2 separate regions of the Drosophila melanogaster genome follow, and region 2 is linked to region 1. The links are chromatin contacts, called in public targeted proximity ligation maps. All regions are on one chromosome and are shown on one strand. The core of a region is the stretch at or near the end of the contact, and the rest is flanking DNA. Distances in the headings are between cores, read along the strand shown. Region 1 holds the start of CG43295. Region 2 holds the start of Serinc (Serine incorporator).

Evidence for each region.
Region 2: a targeted proximity ligation map of the Kc167 cell line shows a contact between it and region 1, with 3 times the contacts expected there. A contact is called at or near these places in 1 of 107 Hi-C or Micro-C datasets (the Clone 8 cell line) and 1 of 7 datasets of targeted methods (the Kc167 cell line).

Annotation. Positions count from the first base shown.
Region 1 is chr3L:16,102,119-16,108,173 of dm6, reverse strand. CG43295 reads right to left here and starts at 2,322. Exons shown (of 2, transcript NM_001259859.1): 1 at 2,272-2,322; 2 at 1,746-2,198. The coding sequence starts at 2,322. The coding sequence ends at 1,746. IntS9 (Integrator 9) reads left to right here and starts at 2,547. Exons shown (of 3, transcript NM_140581.4): 1 at 2,547-2,619; 2 at 2,681-3,838; 3 at 3,896-4,742. The coding sequence starts at 2,611. The coding sequence ends at 4,693. It overlaps Zn72D (Zinc-finger protein at 72D), which reads left to right. Exons shown (of 6, transcript NM_001274995.1): 5 at 388-578; 6 at 645-1,580. The coding sequence ends at 1,220. IleRS-m (Isoleucyl-tRNA synthetase, mitochondrial) reads right to left here. Exons shown (of 6, transcript NM_140580.2): 4 at 5,864-6,055; 5 at 5,444-5,780; 6 at 4,692-5,388. The coding sequence ends at 4,741.
Region 2 is chr3L:16,408,986-16,415,534 of dm6, reverse strand. Serinc (Serine incorporator) reads right to left here and starts at 2,813. Exons shown (of 7, transcript NM_140636.3): 1 at 2,655-2,813; 2 at 1,732-2,287; 3 at 1,557-1,666; 4 at 1,314-1,497; 5 at 1,042-1,251; 6 at 579-741; 7 at 149-514. The coding sequence starts at 2,690. The coding sequence ends at 376. fax (failed axon connections) reads left to right here and starts at 3,707. Exons shown (of 5, transcript NM_079382.7): 1 at 3,707-4,533. The coding sequence starts at 4,117. It overlaps GluRS-m (Glutamyl-tRNA synthetase, mitochondrial), which reads left to right. Exons shown (of 4, transcript NM_140637.3): 4 at 1-243. The coding sequence ends at 145.

The DNA of each region.
Region 1 (6,055 bases), core at 1,073-3,572:
ATGACGCCGAGTCCGAGTCTCGAGCTTGCAATTCCGTTTACGAGTCCCCAAACGGAGATACCGATCCCAGCACGCAAGTCGAACGAATCTCCTGTTTGCTGGGAGCCGAGCGAATACGAGGATCGTGGGAAGAAACAAACATTATTCGTGCTTTTCATACCGTGCATCAAGTCCCCATTTGAACAATATCAATATATATCTATATTCAATTGTTGCTAATCACTATATTACGATGTATACATACGTGTATTTTGCGGGCCCACACTGGAATTTTGTTTCACCCACAATGTTTGTCTCTTTTTCCAAGTCGAATCTAGTATTTCGATGTATTGAGCTTCCTGCGAAAACGTCTTTGTCACATTTTCTCCATTGCTCTCTTGATTTCAGGCGACACTCAGGTCAATTACCGCGTGGAGGTCAACGCCGAGGAAGCCGCCCTAATTGTGCTGGATGAGTCTGTCTCCGTTAAGATTACCCTCACCTCGCCTTTGCTGCGCGATGCCAATCCCGGGGAAGCTGCCACCACTGATGAAGGTGAGGGCGATTCCGAATTCCTGCCTCGTGAGCCCTGCCTACGTGTAAGTTTCGCCAAAAAGCAACTAGAAAAATCACAAACTAATTATGAATGAATATGAATTTATTAGGCTTTGGCTGATTTGCGTCACGCCAAATGGTTCCAGGCTCGAGCGACAGGCCTCCAGTCGTGCGTCATGGTCATACGCATCCTCAGGGATCTGTGCCAGCGCGTCTCTTCCTGGCAATCGCTGCCCCAATGGTCTTTGGAGCTCCTCGTAGAGAAGGTCATCTCGTCGGCTGGCTTTCCCATTTCGCCCGGTGACTGCATGCGTCGCATCATGGAGGCCTTATCGTCAGGCTTTCTAATCAACGGACCGGGCCTGCTGGATCCTTGCGAGAAGGACCCCACAGACGCTCTACTCGAGTTGACCAAACAGGAGCGCGAGGATCTCACTGTGTCCGCACAGCTCTTCCTGCGCTACATTGCCTTTCGACAGATTTACAAAGTGCTTGGCATGGAGCCATTGCCGGCGATGAAGTTTCCAATGCGTCCATGGCGTGTCAACCGCAAGCGACGTAGGTCATCGGGCAAGGCAGGTGGTGCACCCGGCACGGAGACCGAGTCCAATGACATCGATGAGACCGGCTCCGATGAGAAGGTGGCCAAGAAGGAGGGTGTCGGAGGCACTCCTGCCAGCACCTAAGCGGCGAGAATAGGTTATATACACGTAGTCGGCTACTAATATTACAATTTCTCTCAAGATAAAAGCGCGACCAGGCGTCACTTAACTATAACCAACTCTAATCTATACACGAGTATTCAAACCGATTGGGGCACAAGGAGCTAAGCATGTCCAACATGTTGCCCAATCGGCGATTAGTGAATCCCAAATTACCCCAACTTTAACTAACAATATTTAGTGGATCATAAAACTTGTATTTTTCTAGCATTAGTGCAAGGCAAGGCAATGTATTCAGTTTGAATGTGAACATTATGGCCCTCACACTCATATACACAAATACTAGAACGAAGCGGATTTTAATAAAACGTATTGAACAATTATAATTAAATTATTTTTTTAATAAAGATAAGCTTAATTCATTCACGTAACTGGAAATCTTAATTGGAGATAATCTAGCACTGATAATATTCTTCGCTTTATAAATAAGTTCTAATTGAAATTAATTCAAATATATATTTATATATATGATATATAATTTTTAAGGAATTACAAGAAGTCGTTCCACTTAGAGCAAATTTTCTTAGTAACTGTTGGCATATTTTCAGCGGAACGTTTAGAGGATCGTGGCCCTGTGTTCCTGGTTTTCTTAAAGTTCATAGAGATTTCGTCGGAAAGTTCATCGGTTTTCGTAGGTTTTGCTGCAGGCTTTTGAGTAGTTTCAATGGTATTATCCACATAGTTTGCCCATTTATTTGTTTTCTTCTGAGGTGTGGTGTTTTCCTCTTTTTCTTGGCAGTCTTTCTCCTCTTCGAGCTGTTGCTTTGCCGTGAGGAATAAGCCCGTGTTCAGACATTCCTCCTGCATTCCGCGCTCTAAGTTGAGATGCTGCACCTTAACCCGGCATTCCGCTGCCGATCCTCGAAAGAATTCCTTGAGCAAACTTTGCTTTTGGCGGCAAATTTTACACTGCCATGTGCTTGCCTTTTTCACGAAGTCCACCTTGTTTAAATTAGGTATATATATATAAGTAGTTATTGAGTTCTAAGATATATTTCAGTTTGTTTGCACTCACCTGGTACATTTTGCATTGAATGCATTGTACCACGCGAATTTGCTGGGACATTATTCAAATTTGCGAAAAACCAAATAAAGAGACCAGGGATGGAAACCAACAGCACTGCAACAAGTGGAGTGAAAAAAATGTGGTTGCACAAATGTTAAAGCGTGATGACTACAGTTTAACAAGTAGTAAAACATTTACCAAAATTTGTAATTAACTAATTTTGGTACCTATGGTTAATGATTTAGCCGGGTGCTGATTCCGGTTCATAAGTGAACCAAATCGTTCCCCATCCCTGGTCCAAATATAAACAAACTTGCATCGTCTAATCGGCACTGTCGGTTTAATAAAATGCGATTGGTAAGTCATCCTGAGAAGTAAATAACAACTTAATTAGCGGAAGTGACTATCCACTTTGCAGTATTGTCTCAGCGGGGACCTGGCCAAGCCATGTTATATCATTACCTTCAAGGGCCTGCGGATTATGCTGGACTGCGGTCTCACGGAGCAGACAGTCCTGAATTTCCTTCCGCTGCCCTTCGTTCAGTCACTGAAGTGGTCCAATCTGCCCAACTTCGTGCCCAGTCGGGATCATGATCCCCAAATGGATGGCGAGTTGAAGGACTGCTGTGGCCGGGTTTTCGTGGACTCGACGCCCGAGTTTAATCTACCCATGGACAAAATGCTGGATTTCAGCGAAGTGGATGTGATACTTATCTCGAATTATCTTAATATGCTGGCCTTGCCGTATATCACGGAAAACACGGGGTTCAAGGGCAAAGTCTATGCCACGGAGCCAACGCTGCAGATCGGCCGATTTTTCCTGGAGGAGCTGGTGGACTATATCGAAGTGTCGCCCAAGGCGTGCACCGCGCGCTTGTGGAAGGAGAAGCTTCATCTGCTGCCCAGTCCCTTGAGCGAAGCCTTTCGCGCCAAGAAGTGGCGCACTATCTTTAGTCTTAAGGATGTCCAAGGCAGTCTGTCCAAGGTGACCATCATGGGCTACGACGAGAAGCTGGACATCCTCGGAGCTTTTATCGCCACTCCTGTCAGCTCGGGCTACTGCCTGGGCTCGAGCAACTGGGTACTGAGCACGGCGCATGAAAAGATTTGCTATGTCAGTGGTTCCTCCACGTTGACCACACATCCGCGGCCCATCAATCAGTCGGCGCTGAAGCACGCCGATGTACTCATTATGACCGGACTGACGCAGGCGCCGACGGTAAATCCGGACACGAAGCTGGGCGAGCTCTGCATGAATGTGGCCTTGACGATCCGCAACAATGGGTCTGCCTTGATTCCCTGTTATCCTTCGGGCGTTGTCTATGACCTCTTTGAGTGCCTCACCCAGAATTTGGAAAACGCTGGCCTAAACAATGTTCCCATGTTCTTTATTTCCCCTGTGGCAGACAGCTCCTTGGCGTATTCTAATATCCTGGCCGAGTGGCTTAGTTCCGCCAAGCAGAACAAAGTGTATCTTCCAGACGATCCTTTCCCACATGCCTTTTACCTTCGCAACAACAAGCTGAAGCACTATAACCATGTGTTCTCCGAGGGCTTTAGCAAGGACTTCCGGCAGGTTTGTCTAACATAATTGTGAAAACTTCATACTACAAATTCTCTGTCTTCCTTACAGCCCTGCGTGGTCTTTTGTGGCCATCCTAGCTTGCGTTTCGGCGACGCTGTTCACTTTATCGAGATGTGGGGCAATAACCCTAACAACTCCATCATATTCACGGAGCCGGACTTTCCGTATCTGCAAGTACTGGCGCCCTTCCAACCACTGGCCATGAAGGCTTTTTACTGTCCCATCGACACCTCTTTGAATTATCAGCAGGCAAATAAGCTGATCAAGGAGTTGAAACCAAATGTGCTTGTCATCCCAGAGGCATACACAAAACCACATCCCTCGGCCCCAAATTTGTTCATTGAACAGCCGGATAAGAAGATAATAACGTTCAAGTGCGGCGAGATCATACGTCTGCCATTAAAACGGAAGCTGGATCGAATTTACATTACCTCGGAACTGGCCCAAAAGATATCGCCAAAGGAGGTGGCGGCCGGCGTGACCTTCTCCACATTGACAGGAGTTTTGCAAGTTAAGGACAAGGTCCACTGCATCCAGCCATGTGCGGATAGCGTTAAAGACGAGACCATCTCGAGCAACAGCGCTCCGACAAAGGAGGATGTGCTGAAGAACGTCAAATACGAGTATGGCAGCATTGATGTAGATGCAGTGATGAAGAAGCTGGCACAGGATGGCTTCTCCAACATCAAGCTAGACCGCACTGGCGGCGCTCTGACTCTGAACCTTGTCAATGAGGACACAGTCATTAAGTTCGAGGACAACGAGACGCATATTATCTGCGGCGGAAAGCCAACAACCCGGCTCAAGCTGCGAGACACCATCATGAAATGCTTACAGAGTTTTTAAAAACATAAATGTATTCCTTACACCTAAATAACAACACATCATTACGCTTAGTTCTTTGCCTCCATAACGTCAGAGCAACGTTGACACGTTTTCTGCTCATCCTCCAGACCATAGCGACGACAACGTGGGCACAGTGATATCTGAAGTTTACTTAAAGCAATATCCAAGTCGCTATTATGGGACTGTAAGAGCGTAACTGACCCCACTTGCAATATCTCGCATAATTCAGAATTGCTCACAGACTCTCCAAGAGGGCTGTGAAGTTCTCGCAGCAAATCCAGCTGGCTTCTTTCCTTTCCTTTGATGGTCACGGCCAAGTGCCAGGTGTTAACATCTCCAGCCTGTTGGTTAATAAGTCGTTTAACATCGAACGCTGCATTAATCACTTCAGTGGCTTTGGTGTCCTGCCATTCAGGATTAGTCTGAACAATTTGCTCGTGGAATGCACCACCTGTGGTGTCATAGTAGCTCCAGCTTTCCTCCACCAGGAAGGGAACAATGGGCCATAAGCTCTTGCAGAGTTGTTGATAGCAGTGGGTAAGAGTTTGACGAATGGCCAGTAGCTCGTGATCATCACCACAATAAAGACGATCCTTGATGAGATGCACATAGACGGCGGACACCTGATTTGCAATGAAGTTTTGGACACAGGCGACAACACGATTGTACTCATAAGCTTGGTATAGCTTCTCCACCTTAAAAGCGATTGACATGATTAGTTGAAAAACTAAGATTAACAAAATTTCCTACCTCAGATTCAAATTCAACCAGCTGGCTTAACAAATAACGATTAAGATAGCTCTTATCCGAAGTTCGTATAAGCTTCTCCCCCGATTGTTTCTCTCCAATTACGCCTTTTAAATATCGCATAGTTCCGCGGATCTTGCATAGATTTTCTGCCGCTTGCTGCAGTAGCTTATCGCTCACTGTAATGGACATGTGCTGCGTTCCATGGGAGGCAACCCACCAACGCAGTGCATCCGTACCATATTTCTTGGTTATCTGCTTTGGGGAAATTACATTTCCCAAAGATTTCGACATCTTGTATCCTTTCTCATCCACGGTAAATCCGTGAACGAAGAGGGCCCTATTGGATATTAATATTGAATAGGTTTTTCATTAAAAAGTATTACACTAGAATAGAGTCTTTGGTATTACGTATCTACTCACTTGTACGGTGCACATTCCCGAGCAGCAATGCTCATAAGCAGTGATGATTGAAACCAACCGGTGAATTGGTCATAACCCTCAAGATACAGATCGGCTATCTTATCCTTGCCCAGCACAGCGGACCATGTGCTACCAGAGTCGAACCAAATGTCCAGTATGTCAGTGCCCTTGACAAGATCTTTGGCTTCATGG
Region 2 (6,549 bases), core at 1,564-4,063, 310 kb before region 1:
GAAAACACTAAGAGCAGCCCTAAGTGGCCTAAAAGAAGGTCCTGGCGTAGCGGAAATGATGGAGATCCTAGGCAAATCCGTCACTCTCGAACGACTCAAAGAAGCTCTGCCCAAGGAAAGTCTGCATTTAGAAGAACATCAGTGATTTGGTTAAGTTCTGTTGTATTTGTATGTATATATAATAGATTAATTTATATATTGATAACTTTTGCAATTTGAGAATAAGATCAATGAGTAGACACCACATGTAGAGTCAAAATTGTGTATGGTTAATCTGCATCAGTTTCGGATACTATTTCCTCTCCGCGTTCCGTTTTGGCATTCTCGTTTTGCTCGTTTAAGCACCATTCCTAGACGTTAATATACTAAAATCGCTTAGCTAAAGTCGCGATTGGTAAGAACAATGGGCGCTGCAAGGCTCCAGCCATAGATGAAGACACCCAGCCAACTGGAGACGATCTTGACCCACATGGAAGCCTCGTTGCCGTTGAACAGCTCGATTTCCGAATGAGGTCTGTGGGAATAAAAAATTGCTGGGATTATATTTTCCTAGCACGATAAGTGCTGTTGCTACTCACTTGTACCAGTTGGTCAGGGTCATCATGACATAGAGCGAGGCGCAGACGAAGACCAAGTGGAACATGGACCAGGAGTAGGTGACGCCTTCGGTCTCGGTGTCGGTGCTCGGCTTTCCGCTGCCATCCGTGCCCGCCTCTGTGTCTGATAGAGCTTCTGTTAAAACTACATTAATCAGAGTGCAAGAGGAACGCCAGTTGGCCATATTTTTCACACAGTTTCGAGTACCAAATAACCAAGTGGGGATTAGTTGGGTTAGTCGGAAAAGAAAATAAAGAATAAACAAAGCGGCAATAGCAAACGAGTGTTAATAACCAGTATTAGCTTGGGTTTTTCTTTTTTGTACAGCGAGGAAAATGAAAAGTGAGGGCAAAGCGATCGAATGAATGCGTGATGCAAACTGTGGAAATGTGGTAATCGCTGGGAATGCGAACGGAGCACGGCGAATGGAAACAGAACACTTACCACGCTTCTCGCTATTATCGTGCGAGATCTTGGATACCTCCACCGCCGAGCTAATGCAATTGTACAGGATGCACAGCAACCAGACGACCAGTCCGATGATGTTGGTCGTATCGAAGGTGACCCTGGTGGTGTGGGTGGGCGGTGCTGCCGTGGTGGTTGCATTGCCGAATCCCTCCATCATGCCAAACATGCCTGGATTGCATTCTTTCTCTGTTGATTCAAAACAACCAAATGAGATATACACATATAGGGTTCTGGATTCATTTTCCTACCAGGATTGTTGGCCACTGCCGACCAGGTTAGATACACCGTGTACAAGGTAACCAGGGAGCTCTGCAGTAGGCCAGAATGGGGCAAGCGTTCCTGCACAGCTGGCAGAATCGAAATGACGCTAATCGCCAGACAGAATATGAGATTGATGGAGATGAAGAACTTGTTGATGCCGCAGCCAGTACTCTACAAATATAAAAACAATGCTAATTACAAAGTAAATAAGCCATAGAAACGACACTCACGGTGGTGAAGTAGATATAAAGCAAGGTAATTCCAGTCAGCGATAAGATATAGCACAAAAGAGTGACCCCAGCGAGGGCATAGTAGTATCCACGACTGTTTTCGGCGCTTTCTGTTGAAAGAATTCGATAATTAGCGAGTTGAATCATTTGGGAGATGGGCCGGAACATGACTCACCTATCCAGTTTTCAGCCAGCGAGTGAGCGAAATCCACAATGATGACCAGCTGGACGAGTATGAAGGCCAGGCCACCAATTAGACCCACCCACATCATGGCCGGACCAAAGGATCCATCCGGAATAAAGATGGCTCCAATCGCAGCGCCAAAGCAGATCAGAAATTTCAGTGGCCAAAAGTTGTTCTGGATGTGCGAACGCGGATCCCTGGAGCTCTTCACACCCAGCATAATCAGTGACATCAGAGCGAAAAAGCAGGCCATGCCAAAGCAAACCCTATATACTGCCATGTAACCAAGTGCATACTCGCAGTCGACTTGCAGAGATCCTCCCGAGACAGCGCTGAGTGCTCCCGAGCTATACGACGAGGTGGAGTTGATGCAGAAGGGCATCTTCTTCAGGGTGTCCTGCAGTCCAGGGGACAGCGCAATCGCCCCCAGTACGGTGCCCACCAGGAGGATGAAGGCGTACATGAAGCGCGATGAGGAGGCGTTGGTGCAGCTCGGGCAGGCGGAGCAGCACATGCTGGCTGCAGTGCCTCCACAGCACATGGCGCACTGGAAATGCAAGAATTAAGTATTAAATGGAGACGCAATTGAAGAATTATTCTATTTGATCCAACTTGCTAATAAGTTTTGTCAATAATCCGGATTAATTGAATGATCAACCATCGAAAGTTAAGTTTGCAATACATTTTTCATATTGTTTTCAACTTATTAAAAATTTAAAAATTCATTAAAGTATCTAATAGCTCAAATTGCAAGCTAAATCTTTCTTTTAGATGAAAATCATAGCAGCATTCATGAGTATTGTGAAATTAATAAAATGTTGAATTTCTCCGCATTTGAAACATATGTCTGCTTTTATTGATTTGTAGCCAATGTAAAGAATTTTACCTGGCTAATTAGCTCGCAATTTTCTTACCTGAGCGGCTGAACAGATGCCCAAAGCAGCTCCCATTGTTGCAGCAATAAACTTAGATTTTTACTTTAGTCAAACTGCGTTTTTATTAAATTAAACAAATCTTTGTTTGTGAAAATGATAGAGATGGACTATTTACTGCCTATAGTGACTATCGAATACAGCGGCTGGCGATATTTTTCAGCAATCGTAAGCAGTTGTAAATTTAAAAGTAAATGGGATCAATTCTTTCGCATATTTGCATTTTAAAAATGCTCTTTCAATGTCTTAAATTTTTCAATATGTTTCAAATTTTAAAATTTATAGTTTTAAAATTGAAGTAAATTACTGCAATTTTCTGTACTTCCACAGTTGCCATGCTGATTTCTGCAAAAGTCGGGAGGTGCCATCCGTTCCCTATTCAAATTTCAAAACTTCTGCCACTCCCTCCCAGATGGCGCTTTGCAGTTTCTCAAAACAAAATAGTTTGTCTCCTAAAATAAACTAACAAACGTTATAAATAAACATAAAACATTATTGAAAGCTGAATGAGAGAGAAAGTTCAGATCAATTTTTGTGAATTAAATCATAAACTAATATTATATTTTGAATTAACTTAACTATTGTAACAGTTATTGATAGAGTCGAAATAGGTAATACAGAAAAAGGTTCTATTGATAGTAGTTTTAAAAGGGTATCTGTTCAGTCAACCAGCTAATATTACCGCTCATAAATCTTTAAATGTGTACATAAATGGAGATGTTCTTAATTTTAATAAATCTAGTCGCGAAACTCGAAACTTTACCTAAGGATCGAGAAAACATTTGTTCATAAATTGAGCGTAAGCATAATGGAATATTATTTAAAAAGTTACTTAATATCATTCTTTACTTGTGTTATAAATTAGTTGCTTATAATTTAGGTTGACTCCACAATTTTAAAATTTTTACTCATATAAGTTTTTATAAAATCTATTCCTTGATCTTAATTTCCAGTCACTGGAAGTGGGTTATTTTTAGTGCATCTGCACTCGGCCGATTGCATTCGAGAATACGTTCGCACGCGGCATCTGGCCACACTGCCTGCAACGCTAGCTCGCCTTCGCAACGCGAATCCGCTCATTTCAAATTTTCAAACTCCCGAGAGCGGTTGCGGCGGTGTCGAGACAGCGGCTCCTGAATCCATCCGAATCCGAAAGCGAATCGCATCCAGCCAAGATATCCTATCGTGCAGCTGAAACCCGAAACCCGAATCCGAGTTCGAAACGAAACGAATCGCAGTGGTGGTTTCTCTCTCGCTCTCTAGCTCTCCCTCTCTCTCGCGTGTGTGTATGTGTGCGAGTGGCAGGAAAAGTGCGAAGCCGAAATCTTTTTAGCTGAAAGAAAGCGCAACTTCAATTAGCGAAAAGCAAGAGTAGCTAACAAAAAGAAAAGCGGATCGAAAAGTAAAGAAAAACAAAAAAAAAAAACAAAAGCAACAAATCGAAATGGCAAGCGAAGTGGCCCAAATACCCGCCGAGGAAACGCCCGCAGTGGCGGCGGCGGAAAAATCAGAGGAGCCGGAAAAGTCAGCGGCCCCGCCAGCGGACTCAGCGGCCGCTCCAGCTGCCGCCCCCGCAGTGGAGAAGGCTGAGGATGCCGATGGCGAGAAGAAGGACGGCGAGGCCGGAAAGCAGGACAAGCAGCAGGATGGCGAGGAGCCCAAAAAGGACGAGGCGGTGGCAGCACCCGTGGCGACCAAATCGGAAGCCCCGCCCGCCCAGAAATTCAATGTGCACAAGACCAACTTCGAGAAGGACATCATCTATCTGTACCAGTTCTCGCGCACCCCACTGCTGCCCTCCCTGTCGCCCTACTGCCTGAAGGTGGAGACCTGGCTGCGTCTTGTGGGCCTGAAATACGAGGTGAGTGGTGGTCATAAATCCGGGGAAAAAAACCATAGAAAATTCATGAAAACCTCATTATAAATCGAGCCATCATTTGGCATCCTTCAAAGTACCCAGGATAATTAGGGAAAACCCAAAAACGGACTAGGTAGAATCCCAGGAAGAGCCGAAAACTCTCAGATATTCCAGAAATCCCAGATTTTCAAGGCATTTTTGCGGTACAGATTTTTTCCCAGCTCCTGCGGGAGAGAGCGAGAGAGCTCGGGGAAGAGAGCCAGCGCCGCCATCATGGTGTGCTGCTAAGCCTGCCCGTGTGCATGTGTGTGTGTGACCTGCCCTGCCCCGTAACTGAAAAGGGATACATTTGTGCCGCCTTCCCTCTCTCTCCCAGCGCCCATGCCTGTGTGTGTGAACCTGTAGCCTGGTCCTTTGCGCGTGTGTGTGTGCACAGCGTATACATAAAATTTGTGTGTGCGCCGACGCCGCCCCTCACCCCTTCATCTCTTTGTGCTCCCCTTTGCAAAAGTCGTGCTTCAAATTTTGCACTTGCCGACTCTCTCCTTTTGTCTCGCTCCCTCTCTCGCCGTCTGCTCTTTGTCTTTTGTTGCTGCACTGTTTTTTTTTTATTTCACTTTTCTTTCGACTTCTTTTTGCACTGCACGAAAAGTTGTCATCTCTATGCGCTGCATGCATCTTTTCTTAGCATCTTCGAGATCCATGCAACTGTGCTCTCACTCCATCCACACAACAGCAAATTTTCTCTCTGTATACTTTAGCAGGAGCAGCAGCAGCAGCTTGTAATTGCTTTTAATAAAAATTGATGCAGTTTAAGCTGGACTCAGAAATAGCTGTCTCCCTCTTCGCCTTCCAACTCCCCTTCTCCTTTTCCCTTTCTTTTCTTATCCGTTAAGTAGCTGTAATAGTGTTGGGGGCTGGGTGGGGGGAGTGGCAGACAAACAACTGTCAACGACTTCCAATGGTGCCTTCCATTTTGGCTTGTTGTTTTTTCCTTCACTTTTTAAAGCGCGCGATGCGGTTTGCATATTTTTCATATTTTTTCTGTGCGAGAGGAAAAGCGTGTAGTATGTGGTAGTGGCCGGGGGAGAAATGGGTGCGGTCACCCGCACAAAAACTGGCGACGCAATTGCTGTTTAATCTTATTAATTACATTGGTTAATGAAAAACGAGCCCCTTGCGCGGAATGTTAATTGATGCCGTCGCCTTCCAGATGCCGATAAGCAATCGCCCCCATATGTTGCATTCCACGAAGCAATTATGATTGACAGTCCGTCAGTGGCCGCTTTTCGGCCCGCAGCTGGAAATTACTTTCCATTTTCACGATTATTCCCAATTCCACTGATAAGGCGCAGGCTGCCCAAAATACGGCGGCATTCGATTAGTAGGAAGGAGGGAGTGGGGGGTGGGTAAAAAAAAGAGTTCAACAAACTGGGGACCTTTGACATTTCTGGCATGGTTTGTTGTTGCTGCAGCGCGGCATTAATCATGGAAAAAAAGGGAGGGTGACTGACTGTAAATGCAACTGACTAAGCCAGTTTTCCCCCCTGCTGCTTGCGCTCGGCTGCATTTCTTGCCTGCTCTCCTCCTTTGTGTACACACATTCGTCAGTGTAAACAAGAGCAGAAGTTGTTTCTTTATTGATGATAAACCGAATGCATATTTTTTTCACACCACATTGAAGGCGGCGCCCATTAATAAGCACAGCAGCAACAACAACAACAACTGGGCATAAGTTTCGCTTTTGAGGCGGTGGCCCGCATTGCTAGCATTCCTGAGTGTCGCGCTCGTAGATTGTGCAATTAATTTACATTTTCTCTGCCATATGCATTGCGGGCACAGAGCGATTAAAATTCAAATGGAAATGCTGGCGCGCCATTGCATTTGTGCAATATTGCCGGGCTGCAATTTCAAGGTATTCTGGCAACGCTGCTGCCTCTCCTGCTGCAACTGTACATGTGCGAATGTGTGCGTATCGTATGTCCATGTGTGCGTGTGTGTGTATGTTGGGAGGAAATG